2 separate regions of the Sus scrofa genome follow, and region 2 is linked to region 1. A link is a contact called in public HiChIP or PLAC-seq data. All regions are on one chromosome and are shown on one strand. The core of a region is the stretch at or near the end of the contact, and the rest is flanking DNA. Distances in the headings are between cores, read along the strand shown.

Region 1 (7,095 bases), core at 338-2,837:
GATGACCTCTGCGGAGAATTTTGCCTTCCAAGGGGAAGGTGATAGAAGACAGGCAGGGAAAAGCTGAGAAGCTTTTTCAAGAGCATCCTGAGGTCAGCTGGTGAGAAATCAAGAAGCCGCACAGGGGACGTGATAGGAACAGGTCCAGGGCGCGTGTTCCTTGCCCTTCACCTTGTTATTATCTTTGTTTGGATGTTGGTCCCCAAGTCACCCAGTAGTTAGAGAGGCATCATGCTGCCGCGTTAGCAATCTCGCTGCTTGCACTATACTTACCGAGCTCCTGTCCCCTGCAGCCCACAGCCCTCCGTGGGCAATTATTTGTCCCCATAACACTCCTGGGAGTGGAGTTTCCATTGGGTAAGCTCTCTCATGATAAGGCCGCTTCCCCTTAGGCACATGAAAGAAAAACAGTCAAACCCTCAACACAGGAGGACTTTTCAGCAAAATGCAGGTGGTGGATCACGGGTATTTTCCCTTCTGTATTTTTGATTTTTTAAAGTTCTATTTTATATTACTTTATTTTCTTTTGTTTTTTTTTGGCTGTGGCATGCAGCGGCTGGATGTGGGTTCTCAATTCCCAGCCCTGGGATTGAACCCAGGCCTCAGCAGAGAAAGTGCTGAGTCCTAACCACTGGACCACCAGGGAACTCTCTAGTCTGTGGATTTTTTTTTTTTTTTTCTTTTTAAGGCCCCACCATCAACATATGGAACTTCCTGGGCTAGGGGTCAAATCGGAGCTGCAGCTGTGGCTTACACTACAGCCACAGCAACATGGGAGCCAAGCCACATCTGTGACCTACACCACAGCTTGTGGCAATGCTGGGTCCTTAACCCACTGAGGGAGGCCAGGGATTGAACCTGCGTCCTCAGGGCCACTATGTCAGGTTCTTAACCCACTGAGCCACACCGGGAATTCGTATCCTGTTTGTTTGTTTTTGTAAATCAAGAATGGAGGTGAATTGCCTCCAGCTGCTGCATCAGTGCATCAATACGTGGAACCTCAGTTGTCTGACTCCCATTTGATGGCTCTTTTGCTAACGTCTGTAGGAAGATTTAGATCCAGGAACCTTTGTTATCTCGAAGGTTCGATAAAACACAATAGGCTCCTACCAGCGGGTAAAAAGTTCCTCTTAACAGGGTGTGCGTGTGTGTGTGTGTGTGTGTGTGTATGTGTGTTCACAAAAAAAGGGCCCTGGAGAGTCCAGATGAGAGAGTAAAGGTGGGTTTAGAAAACTGGTTAGTCTCCAAAAATGGGGTCCGGTCACCCTGAGAGGGACCAGGGGCCCTGCAGAAGGAAGCAGCTGACGATACATGTTGGAAGGAAACAGGACGTGGCTGGATTCTGAGTCTACGTCATTCACTGACGGACAGAGTCGGAGAATGAGCAGAACACCTCCAGATGCTGAGCGAGAAAGGAAAGGGTTCCGATCAGGCCACCCTAACTCAGAGAGGTGGACAGTTCCTTCCAGGAGAATGAGACACTCCATGACATTTGCCGGACTCTAGCGGCTCAGAATCCTGACGCAGTCTGAGCAAAACTGCTTACTAATGTTATGGGATGACTGAGGCTTAAGGGGATACGAAGCGAGCTTTCCAGGAAAGCAAAAACCACACTGGGCGTAACGCTCACTTCTCCTTTGTTGGCACAATGGTGACCGCTCACAAGATCTCTGTGGAGGCTGGTGGCATCCATCCATGGGCAACAGGAAGTGCACATCTCTGGACATGAGTAATTGCATTGGAAGTTTGGTTTCCACAGAAAGCTGGGCATGGTGACCCAGCTCCCCTGGCCCCTTGAAACTGGCTTCCTGGGCTGCCTGGTGACTATGTGTCAAGAGATGCAGGAATTGGAGCCCCAGTCCCTGCTGTGGAGACACAATGCAAACCAGCGCCCACTTGAAAGATCAGAGAAAAAGTTCTGATATTTCTCCTTTCATTAAAATAAAGGTTTTGTTTGTTTGTTTGTTTGTTTTTAGCTGTGTCTGCAGCATGTGGAAGTTCCCGGGCCAGAGATTAAATCTGAGCCACAGCTGTGACCCATGCTGAATCCTTTACCCACTGCGCCAGGCTGGGGATCAAACCTGCACCTCTGTAGTGACCCAAGCCACTACAGTTGGATTCTTAACCCACTGGACACAGCGGGAACTCCAAACATATTTTCAAAGTGTGAACCCATAGCTGCACTAGGGAAATACATGACAAAACTTCAAATCCAGCCCTCTAATATAATGGCTCTTTCATTTAAAAATATTTGCTTCTCTGAGTTTTAAAACACGCTCAGGAATGGAGCGCACACGCTTTGCCGCATGGGAAACTCTCCAAAGGAGTGACATCTTGTCTCTTTCTGCAACTCATGGCACAAAAGCCCCGCCCTTTCTTGTCCTCCGAGGTTATCTACTGTGTGACTCTGGGGTCGAGGCTGGGGTCGAAGGTCATCCTGGCTCCCAGGCTGGTAAACGAGGCCAGGGCAGGTGACGATGGAGCAGCTGTCACGATCTCAAAGCAACACCTGATCCTTTCGTTTGATAGGTTAACCTGCGCCACGAAGCTGCCCAGCTCGCCTCCCCACTGCCCATCCCGCTTCCCGCTACGGCTCTGGGTGATGCGGGGCTGGAGGACCCGCTACACCGTCGCCTGATGGCTGAGCCCTTTGAAGCAGCCTCCATCCCCACGCGCCTGCGCGGAGGGCCCTCGTCTTCCGCGGGCAGGTTCTAGGCCAAGGGGGATGGGGTAGAAGGGGAGGCGCCACTAGGAAGGATGGCGGTGTGTGTGCGAGTGAGCTTGGGTGATGGCGTGTACATGAGTGTGTGCGGTTGTAAGCGTGTGTGTGAGTCTGTGTGCGCACGCAATGTGGTTGCAGTAGCCCTGGCTCATCAACCCAGCTCTGAAGGCAGTTCCCAGGACAGGTGTTCCCAGAACGTTTTGAGGGGCCTCTCCAGGGGAGCCGCGCCGTGGGTACCCCTTCCTGCGGGTGAGCCAGTTCTGCGGGTGGATTTGTTCTAAGCCCTGTGGGGTCCATCTTATCAAGGGCATGGTTTGCGTCGCCTGGAACCGAGGCTGGGGGAGTGGGCAGGGACAGCTCCCTGGAGAGGTGGGTTTCCACGTGGACCACGGGGTGCGGCCCCGCCTCTACCCAAGGCCGGGAGGGGTTGCGGGGGAGGCCCAGGGAGTCTGTCTATAGAGCAGCTCCCAGGAAAGCCCCTGGAACCGATATGAGATCCCCTTACATTCTCCCCAGAGAGAATCCTCTGTTGGGGGACACAGGGGATCCCTCTTCCCTTCAGTGGCTGCCAGAGCCCGCTGGGTGAGCATCTGGCATCCTGATCAGAACATCTGCTCTGGAGGAGTTCCTGTTGTGGCTCAGTGGGTTAGGAACCTGACTAGCATCCATGAGGATGAGGGTTCCATCCCTGGCCTTGCTCAGTGGGTTAAGGATCTGGCGTTGCCATGAGCCGTGGTGTGGGTCGCAGATGCGGCTTGGATCCTTCATGGCTGTGGCTGTGGCTGTGGCTGGCAGCTGCAGCTCCAATTTGACCCCTAGCTAGCATGGGGAAAAAGCCAAAAAAAAAAAAAAAAAAAAAAAAAAAAAAAAGATGAAGAGGTAGACATTGAATAAGAGAATGCGGAGGTAGGTACATTCTCAAAAAACAAAAACAGGCAGTGCTGGGAAAATGGTTGGAGCTTGAAATCCCGTCCTGGAGCCCAGGGCTAGAGGTGAGAACCAATTGTGTGAGAACATTCCAGAATGAAAAAAAATGGAAACTCACTCTTTGCAGAACAGAAGATGTGTAGAGCCAGGGGTGGGGTATGGGGGGGGGGTGGGGGCAGCAGCTTCTGAGAACAAAACTGACAGGGTGACGGGGAAGGAAAAGCAAAGAGGTTTTCATTGGATCAGGTCAGCATCCGGGCCGGACAGAACCCGAAGCAGAGTGTTGAGCTCCTCAGAACAGCGTGAACAATCTATGATGACATCTTATGAACTATCTTCCTGTTAAAACATTCTTCTCCAAAGAAGATAGTTATTTATTTTCAGAGTTCCCGCCATGGCTCAGTGGTTAACAGATCCGACTAAGAATCATGAGGTTGCAGGTTCGATCCCTGACCTTGCTCAGTGGGTTAAGGATCCTGTGTTGCTATGGCTGTGGTGTAGGCTGGCAGCTGTAGCTCAGATTCAATAGTTATTTGGCTCATTAATAATCGGAATTCAAAAATTCTCTTGTTCACGGTAGGCCAGGTCTCTAGTTCTTCTGTTTTGGGGAACCATGAGAACTTTGGAGGTGCCCATGGACCCCTGACCTCAGAGGTTTCCCCTTCCCTGCCATCCAGGGCCTATTTATTGCCTTTCTAAGTGCAAAATGCATCTCGGTTCAGGAGAAGGACATCAGCTTAGAAGTCACAGACGTCAGGGTCTGACCTGCCTCTGCTCCAGGACCCTGGCTTTTGCCCCCCTACCCCGGGCCTTCAAGGTTGGACTTGGTGTTCTCTGAAGTCCCTTGCAGCATAGCTATCTATTCTGTCCTAGGAAGCATCCTGGAGCGTCAAGAGTTAGTGGGAGTGGGGATCAGGTGATGTGGGCTCCAGCTCTGACTCTCTCTCTCGATTTGCTGTGTGACTTTGAGCAAGTTGCTTAACCTCTCTGGACCCTCCTTTTTTCCTCTCATCTGTGAAATGTATTTAGTAATAGTTTGGGTTTCTTTTTTTAATCTCAGTTGGCTGGGAGGACTCAGGGCTCAGTGAATGATGAGAGCGCCATGAATTAGGGTTATTGAAGCAAAGGTTGGGAGCTGTGCGTTATGTGATTGGTCCAAAGGGACCTGTTCCAAGTGGAATAGTCAGCAGGTGAAAATACAGGCAGAAATGCCCGGATTCAATTAAATGTGACAAGAGCCTCTAGAATTCCAGGTTCTAGCATCGCAGTTTGAATATTCAGCAGGTTCACAGGCTTCAGCCAGGGGCAGAATCCCCTGGAAGGCTGGTTAAAACCCAGACTTCAGTTTCTGATCTAGAGACCTCACCTCTGGGGTGCGGCCCGTGAGTCTGCATTTCTGACCAGCTCCCAGGGGGTGCCGTTGCTGCTGGTTGGGAAAACACATCTTGAAAACCACTGGATTATGAATTCTGTCCTAACACTTATTTTTCGCCCCCTCCGAGTCTGAGTAATGCTTCGATCCCATTTAATGGAGGAAAAAACGGGAATTCTCTCATTCGGAAAACATTGGATTTGTCTTATTCTATGACTCTACCCTTTAACTGCGGATTTGTGAAAGTAGAATCTTTTTTACATTTATATTATCACTGAAGTGAAAATATAAAAATTGAAACATTGTTCTGGAAAAGAGGCAAAATCCATAGGATTTCCCACTGTGGCGCAGTGGGTTAAGAGTCCAACTGTAGTGGCTCAGATAGCTGCAGAGGCACGGGTTCGATCCCCAGCCTGGCACAGTGGGTATGGGCTGCCTCATTTTTTTTTTTTAATGGCCACCCTGTAGCATATGGAAGTTCCTGTGCCAGGGATTGAGTCCAAGCCACAGCTAGCCAGCAGCGGCTGCAATCCCTGGCACAGGAACTTCCATGTGCTACAGGGTGGCCATTAAAAAAAAAAAATGAGGCAGCCCATATAGTACGACCTAAGAAACATTGCTCCTTCACAACAGAAACAGTTCTAGGAGTTCCCCTTGTGGCTCAGCAGTAATGAACCCAACTAGTATCCATGAGGATATGGGTTCAATCCCTAGCCTCGCTTGGTGGGTTAAGGATCCAGTGTTGCCGTGAGCTGTGGCGTAGATCACAGACGCGGCTTGGCTCTGGCATTACTGTGGCCGTGGCTGTGGCTGGCAGCTGCAGTTCCAATTTGACCCCTAGCCTGGGGACTTTCATATGCTTCAGGTGTGGCCCTAAAAAGCAAAAAAAAAAAAGAAAAGAAAGAAAAAGACACAGTCCTAATTCTTCACGTACCCTTAAGAGTAGTGAGGAAGTCAGGTAGGAGGTGCGGAGGGGCTGGACCTGAGCCTTCAGTCCTTCTCCTCGCCGAATGGCTGTGGGCTTTGCCTGCCCTGGGACCTGGGTCCTTGGGTGTGTGTCCGCCTGAGGTTCTGAATCTTGCTGGCTGCTGGTGGCTGATGGAGAACCAGCAGTGGACCAGGCCAGGCTGGCGGGGCTCTAGGTGGGAGGGGTAGGAACCTGGAAGGGATGGGGAGAGAGGTGCCAGGGCCCTGGGGTGAGCTTTCCTGTAGTTTTACACTGCTGGCTGGCACCTTGATTTAGTTTCTGCTAAAAAAGGGGAAACATATGGAGTTCTCGCTGTGGTATAGCGGGTTAAGAATCTGAATGCAGGAGTTCCTGCCACGGCGCAATGGATCTGTGGTGTCTCTGGAGCACAGGGATGCAGGTTGGATCCCCGACCCGGTGCAGTGGGTTAAGGATCCAGCATTGCTGCAGACTGCAGCTTGGTTCTGACCCTGGGCCCTGGAACGCCATATGCTGTGGGGCAGCCACAAAAGAAAAAATAAGAAAAGAATCTGACTGCAGCAGCTAAGGTCACCATGGAGGCATGGGTTTGATCCTCAGTTGGGCACAGTGGGTTACAAAGGATCCTGTGTTGCCGTTGCTGCAGCATAGCTTTGCAGCCGTGGCTAGGATTCAGTCCCTGGCCAGGAAACTTCCATATGCCATGGGTACAGCCATTAGCAAACAAAGGGGGAACTCTTCCAGCTCACAGGGTGTGGACAGTTCCTTAGGGACAGCTGGCCAGGCGGAGGAGGCTTTCGCTGCTTGGATCAACTCAGTGTTTTGTTTTGTTTTGTTTTGTTTTCATCAGGTGTCACTCACCTGGGTAGAATGATTTCCTGGCTGCCTCAGACTTTAAACACTTCCTCGGATCCAAACCTTGACTCTCTTGGCCACACGATGAGCAGCGTTTCTCCCAAGTGACCAGCCATCCATCCTGCTCTCCTGGACCTTCCTTCCTGCAGACTCCCGTCCTGGCGACAGCCATGGGGACAGCCATCTGCCCTCCTCCCTCCCCTTTCTGCTCTGGATGTGCATCTCAGCCCCCTCACCCCTCTCCTTTCTGCTCTGGATGTGCATCTCAGCCGT
Region 2 (7,404 bases), core at 3,748-6,247, 110 kb before region 1:
ATTTTCTATCTGGAAGTAAAACCTCAGCAAAAGAGTGACCTATAAAAGTAAACAGCCCAGAGCGTAGGAAGTCATGCCCTGTACAAGACACATTGAGAAGAACTGGAATAAACAATATCATTGACTACACGTAAAAAGTGCTGATTTTGCACCCAAAAGAGCTTTCCATGAAATTTTATTGCTTATCTTACAGCCGTACTAAGAACTGTATATTAGAGGGTGAAAATAATGTGCTGAAATCCCACTTCTTCTCCTTAAAAAGTCACTGATTAGCAAAATTGTGAACAAATAGCTTTTCAAGCCAGTCAGCAGCAAAATAGTTTATATACACAAATTACCCTGGTAGTGAAGAAAAATTCCCCTGAATGTGATGCTTGGCCATGACGATGAGTTATTTTAGAAGACAATGTGGATGGGATTTTATATAATCTTGGAAGGGAGAGATCTTTCATGGCAGGACATAAATCATGACCAAATTCAGAAGCTGTAAAGGAAAATACTGATAAATTTGGTATCAGACAAGTAGAAAGCTTCTGTATGTCAAGAATACTGTAAACAGATTTAAGATAGCAACCACAAAGTAACCATCAACTTAAAATGTGAAGCCGGTTTTCACCCTATCAACTTTTCATTGCTAAGAAAAATATTTGCAGCATTGTGTGGCGGAGGCTGATAGCCGGTTGTCCTCTGGAATCTACATGCTTTCTTCCGTTGTCATGGAATTCTGGGGAGGCCTCGGTAGAACGCTTGGGTGGGGCCCACAACCCCTAGCTCCTGGTGTTCAGGCCCTCACATGGTCTCTTCCTCTTGGGCATGGGCGTGTGCCTTCTCTCTAACCAGCAGAGTATGGCAAAGGCAGCAGGACACAGGTGTGTGTCTGTGTCTGTGTTACGTATGTAAGATTGTAGCACCCATCTTGCTGGAGTCTCTCTCTTTTGTTGGCTTTGAGAAAATCCCATGTGACAAGGAGCTAAAGGTGGCTCCTAGGAACCAAGGGAAGCTTCTGATGGATAGTTAGTAAGAATCAAAAGCTTTCATTTCTATAACTGCAAGGAACTGAATTCTGCCAGGAACCAGAAGGGGGTCCTTCCCCTGTCCAGCCTCAGATGAGACTGCAGCCCCAGCCAACACCTTAATCGAGAATCCCAAAGGACCCTGTTAGGCTGTGCCACAGAAACTGAGATAAGGAATGTTTAAAGATATACTAAATTAGTGCTAATGTTACGGCACATAGCTAATGCATTTCCTAACTATATTGTATCTCCCAGCCTTCTTGGTAGTTAGATGCTGCCATATGACTCAGTTCTAACTCACAGAAACAGAGGACAGACAAATGGCCAAGAAGCTCATGAAAATATGCTCAATGTTACTGATCATTAGGTCATCAGGGAAAGGCAAAGGTAAAATCACAATGAGATATCTAATGCATTAAGAGGCGTTAAGATGGCTACTGTTAAAAAAAAAGTGTTGGCGAGAATGTGGAGATACCGGAACCCTCGTACGCTGCTGGTGGGGCTGTAACGTGATATAGACTCTGTGGAGAACAGTTTGGCACTTTCTCAAGACATTACACATAGACTTCCCATACGATTCAGCAATTCCACTTCGGAGTATGTTCCGGAAAGAATGGAAGGCAGGGTGTTGAAGAGGTTGGCGTTCACCCGTGTTCACGGCAGCATGACTCACAACAGCTCAGGTGTGGGCTCGACCCAAGAGTCCACCAACAGGTGAATGGAGAAGCAAAATGCAGTCTGGGGCACAGAGTGGAATCTTATTCAGCTTTAAAAGGGAAGGAAGCAAAAACAAAAACAAAAAAAACAAAAAAAAAGGAGTTCCCGTTGTGGCGCAGTGGTTAACGAATCCGACTAGGAACCATGAGGTTGCCGGTTCGGTCCCTGCCCTTGCTCAGTGGGTTAAGGATCCGGCGTTGCCGTGAGCTGTGGTGTAGGTTGCAGACGTGGCTTGGATCCCGCATTGCTGTGGCTCTGGCGTAGGCTGGTGGCTACAGCTCCGATTCGACCCCTAGCCTGGGAACCTCCATATGCCGCGGGAGCGGCCCAAGAAATAGCAACAACAACAACAAAAGACAAAAGACAAAAGACAAAAAAAAAAAAAAAAAAGGGAAGGAAGGAGATTCTGACACAGGCTATAACCGTGGTGAGTCTTGATGCCATTTTGCTAAGGGAACTAAGCCAGCTCAGTCCCGAAGAAAGACAAACACAGTATGTTTCCACCTGCATGGAGTAGGTAAAGCCATCAGATTCATAGAGACTGAAAGCAGAATGGTGGTTGCCGGGGGAGGCACCGGAAGTCATTGAATGGGGACAGAGTTTCAGTTTTGAAAGAGGAAATGTGTCCTGGAGGTGGCCGGTGGTGTTGGCTGCACAACCAGGTGACTGTACTCAACACCCCTGATCTAGACACGTAAAAAATGGTTAAGATGGTAAATTTAATGTGTATTTTCCTACCATAAAAGATTGAAAAAAAGCAACTTGCAAAAACAATAGGTACATAGTACACCCCCAGTTGATAAAAGTATCTATGCTTGTTTGTTGCATGAATAAGGACTTTCGGAAAGAAAACACAAAAAAATCTGACGATAGGGAGATTGGGAAATTAGATGAAGAGGAGACCTACTTTTTCAGGTATTCTTTCTGGTGCTGTTTGGAATTTTAGTTTGTGAGTCATTTTTTTTTTTTTAAATTTAAAGCAAATTATCAATGAGTAGATTGGATTTTCTCCTACACCGATTCCTTAAATTACTCTGAGGCCAGCCTTTGAAGATTATACTGATTCCTTATGTTGGTTTCTGTTGAGACGTTTTGAGCTCTTGGGTTTTGATTTCTTCTATAAAACGATTTTCCAAAGGATAATAGTTAATTCTTCCAAAGCAGAACAGCCAGAATAAATTTTGAAACGTGGTCGGGTTGTATTTGAATGACGTGAATTAAACAAATAAAATTTACTGAAAGAGCCTTCAGTGTTTCTAAAACACCAAACAGAGCCCCAATCTAGGAAGCATTTGGCAAAAAAAAAAAAAAAAAACGAATGCCCAGAATTCCTCGTCTGTAGAGACTGTGTCGTCTACAATTTTTTGTGCCTCCCATGGCATCTAGTAAATTCTATGCAATATTAAGTTAAATGCATAATAAATCCAGGATGGATAGGAACAATTTTCACGGCTAATGTCAGCGATAATAGATCATATGACTGGTTTATTTTGACTACGTTGACCTTTTAATCATCAATCTCGTAGTTAAAAATAATTAAGTTACTCAAATTACCCAATTAGGCCAAAGGAATGTTGAACGAGATACTACCCTCAGGGGAGAAAAGGATACGCAGAAATGGATTTTCATCTCCTTGAACGGCTTGGATGTGAGTGCCCTCACAAGTTCAAAGACGAAACGACCATTAGGAGAAGGAGCAAAGCGTTAGCTGGAGAACAGAGCGGCTCCCGTGGCCGACAAAGGAAGTATTAAAAGCTGCACATAAGCCCCGGGAAAACATGTACTCTTATTCCCTGACTCATTGTCCTTTTTAATACAGGCTGGATATATTTACATTACAACACTGTTCTGCTGAATTCGACTTAGAATTTTTTTTATTCTAAAACTTGAGCTAGAACGTCCATTTCTCGTTCATTATTTTTCAATATTTTCACGGCTGCACCCGAGGCATATAGAAAGTCTTTGGCCAGGGATTGGCTCCAAGCCACAGCTGCATCAATGCCGGATCCTTTTAACCCACTGCCCCGGGCCGGGGAGTAGAACCTGCGCCTTTGCCATGACCCAGGCCCCTGCAGTTGCCTTCTTAAGCCTCTGCACCTCAGTGGGAACTCCTAGAACGTCCATTTCTTTAAAGGCAGGCTCCACACTTGGGCATTTAAGGCAGTATTTTTCAACCTCATCTATTGACGTTTTGGCCCATGAGCCTTCTGGGTGGGGGTGGGGGGTAGGGGATGACGGCGCCTTGGCCAGCGTTCCTGGCCCGGGCTTCTAGATGCCAGCAGGCACCTCCTCCCCAGTGTGCCTGGGGACAACGGAGAATGTCTCCAGACATTGCCCAGTGTCCCTGGGGGCCAAGCCATCCCTGGTGGAGACCTGCTACTAGAGAGAGGTTGGAGAGAGGGCAGATGGAGGGGCCGGCCACACCCGTGACACCACTGCACCTGGACTTTCCCGCACGGGGAGACGGCCCGGTGAGGGGGCTGAGGTCCTCTGGGCCCTTATTTCATCCACCTGGGTGGGGGGCAGCGGGTCCGTGTACCCACGTTTGTGTTGGGTGTACACTGGGGGTCGGACTGAGGTGCCGAGTGTTGCCTGTGCTCAGCTGCCATAGATGAGCGCCCGTTTCTCCCAGTCGTGAACCAGTTTGTGCCCACTGCAGGGGTCCACAGCCTCACCAATGCTTGGTATTCCTCACATGGGCATTTGGGCAGCTGTGTGGGATTTTAGGTTGCACTTTCTCTTTCTTTCTTCTTTTCTTTGTCTTTTTTTTTAGGGCTGCACCCACGGTATATGGAAGTACCCAGGCTAGTGGGGGAATCAGAGCTGCAGCTGCCAGCCTACACCACAGCCACAGCAACGCAGGATCCAAGCCACGTCTGCAACCTCAAGGCAACGCTGGATCTTTAACTGACTGAGGGAGGCCAGCGATTGAACCTGCATCCTCGTGGAAACTAGTTGGGTTTGTAACCTGCTGAGCCACAATGGGAAGTCCTGGGTTACATTTTTTGATGACTAAGGACCTTTGGCATTTTTCCGAATGTTTTACTTAATTGGAAAAAAATTAAATACGCGCGCGCGCGCGCGTGTGTGTGTGTATGTGAGAAGAGGGAGTGGAATACATAGAAGGGTGGAACCACAAAACCCCAGGGCCGGCCCCAGCCCGAGTCCTCAGCAACGTGGCGCCTTTCTTGGGCTTCTCAGGCCCCCACCCTTCACGATGCCAGGAGCTGGGGTCGCCTTTCTGTCGCCAAGCTGGGAAACAGTGCAGCAGAAAGCCTCTAGATGGCGCTGAATCCCGGAGGTTTAGATGTCAAGGCCCTTTCTATAGGGTCCAAGGCAGCATCCCGACCCGACTTTGACCTGCTTTGCAAGCTGAGCCCTGCCTGGCACCTGGGTTCAGAGATGCTGTGGGAGGTGTGCACGCACACGTGTCTGTGTGTGTGTGTTTCCTGTGTGTGTGTAGGGTGTGTGCGTGGGGTGCGTGTGGTGTGTGTGTGTGTGTGTGTGTGCCGTGGGTGTTGGGGAGGGTGTGTATGCTGTGTTGTGTGTGCTGTGTGTGTGTGTGTGTGTGGGGGGTGCTGGGGTTGGGGGGAAGGGGAGGGCATCCCGTATTCCAGAAGGAGAGTGGGTTCTTGCTGGGTCAGGAAGTGGTGCCAGAATCTCTTAGGAGACAGTTCCCCCGAAGGACACAGGTACGCAAATGACTTCAAGTTCAAAACTCAAAAGGCACAAAGAGACTCAGAGTAAAGCAAGCGTCCCTTCCACTCTGTCCCCAGCCTCTGCTTGTCCCTCTTCTGCAGTGGAAATAAACACAGTGAAACAAAGGTATGTAACGTGTGTGTCTGTGCGCCCGCGGGGGTCTTGCCTGGAACCCCAGGAGCATCTCTTGCCGCCTGGGCGCCCGCTGGGTCTGCAGCCCTCACCCGGCGGATGGTTTCCTGCCGCCACGAGGGGTGGGGAGGCTCTAGCCGCTGAGGTTCCCCCCACACATAGGCACACACGTTGCTTTCCTTCGAGTTCCTTCCAAGGTTGGCTATTTACAGATGTGGGCGTGGTCCCTCCAAAAGGGCCTCCCCTTCCCTTTGAAAATGGAAATCGCGCTTCTTAGCATTGTTCCTTTTGCCTTGGCGGATGCTTTCTCAAATGGAAAAATACCATAAATATACTCAGGAAAAAAGTCATATCTTGCTCCCCAATTATTTGAGGGACAAAAGGTCAGATTTCTTAAATTGGAGTCTGCAGTTTCACCTTTTCCCGCCTCAGTCGTTTCCCAGGCGGGCAGGTGCTGGGACCTGCGCGGGCCACCCCGACCAGCCTGGGTCTAGACTCCCAGCTGCGGGTGCCCGGCTGCCTCCAGCTGGACGCGCTCTCCTGGAACACAGATCTGAGCGTGTGCATGTGCAGGTGTATGTGAGAGAGGTCTGGTTCCTTTTTGGGGGGTAATTTTGGGGAAAGCAATCATTACCAGTTAGGGTGGAAAATAAGCTCCCTTTCTTCTTGACGGTGAGACTGAGGGATGCTGGCTGAACCCTCCGTGTCTTTCTTAGATGTTCAGCGCCACTTTGGCTGTGCGTGTGGGCGAGTCTTCTAGTTCTCTGATGACTTTAATTTTGGCAGATGGGCTGGGGTGCACGGAGAAATGTCCACGTGTGCTCCATGTGCCAGAAACGAGTTGGCTCTGTTTCCTTAAATTGGAATACCTGAGCGTGTTCAAAGATGGTTCTTTGCATCCACAGTGAGACCTGTGCCAGGGCTGGGGTGGGGCTTGCACCCCAGACCTCCTCCAGCGGGACCAGTGGCCCCTGGTGGCCTCTTGGGGTGTGACTTTTGAGTATAGTACTGATGATATGGGATCTGAGGCTCTCCCCTGCCCTTCAAACCCAGTGCTGGCATCAAAGCAAGGGGTGAACCGCTTCTGGGGGAGGGTCTGCCGAGCTGGGAGAGGGGCTTGGGTCTGAGTGCCTCTGCTCCAGAGTGACTCTTCTTTAAAGATGCCCTCAGTGGCTTCTTTAAACCGGGGGATGGTGGGGAGTTGTGGCTCGGCAGGTTACCAACCCGACTAGGATCTATGAGGAGGAGGATTTGATCCCTGGCCTTTGCTCAGTGGGTTAAGGATCCGGTATTTCCGTGAGCTGTGGTGTAGGTCGCAGACACGGCTGGGATCTGGCGTTGCTGTGTCTGTGGTGTCTGCCGGCGGCTACAGCTCTGATTCCACGCCTAGCCTGGGAACTTCTATGTGCCGTGGGTGCAGCCCTAAAAATAAAAATAGAAAATAAAATACAATAAGATGCCCTTGGCATCATTGTGCACCCCCCCTCGCCCCCCGTCATGTTCCTTCCCTGCCCTGCTAGTGTGTGGCGGTGGGTGGCAGGACCCAGAGACATGGCCAGTGCCAGGAGCCACACAGCAACAGCTTCTCTCTCCTCCCAGATCAGCCCTGTCAGCCCTCCTCGAACCCGCACTGCCCGCCTGATGACCGCCAAGGAGGGCCAGGCCCTGCTGAGTCACGAGGCCGCTCCCCCGCTGGGCACTGAGTCATTCTTAACGAGCCCTCTGACGGGCAAACTGCTGCCATCATCCAGGATTCACCCAAGTCTGCAGGTATGGCGGTGCCAGCCCGGGGGTGGGGGTGGGAAGGCTCACGGGTTGAGGGAGAGGTGAGCCTGCGGAGGAA

The links. HiChIP or PLAC-seq counts read pairs in DNA pulled down with a chosen protein or histone mark.
Region 2: an H3K27ac HiChIP or PLAC-seq map of alveolar macrophages shows a contact between it and region 1. The contact joins two enhancer-like sites. A contact is called at or near these places in 2 of 47 Hi-C or Micro-C datasets (heart right ventricle and liver) and 1 of 2 datasets of contacts at active chromatin or transcription factors (alveolar macrophages).

Annotation. Positions count from the first base shown.
Region 1 is chr13:202,622,538-202,629,632 of Sscrofa11.1, reverse strand. No RefSeq gene overlaps it. Among named protein-coding and RNA genes, the nearest start is that of PSMG1, 150 kb to the left of the region's middle. Within about 2 kb of position 1,587, at least 14 of the 83 cell types and tissues checked have an H3K27ac peak or open chromatin away from gene starts, as enhancers often do. A contact at or near this core is called in alveolar macrophages and liver, where this site is marked.
Region 2 is chr13:202,732,969-202,740,372 of Sscrofa11.1, reverse strand. No RefSeq gene overlaps it. Among named protein-coding and RNA genes, the nearest start is that of PSMG1, 39 kb to the left of the region's middle. Within about 2 kb of position 4,997, at least 24 of the 83 cell types and tissues checked have an H3K27ac peak or open chromatin away from gene starts, as enhancers often do. A contact at or near this core is called in alveolar macrophages and liver, where this site is marked.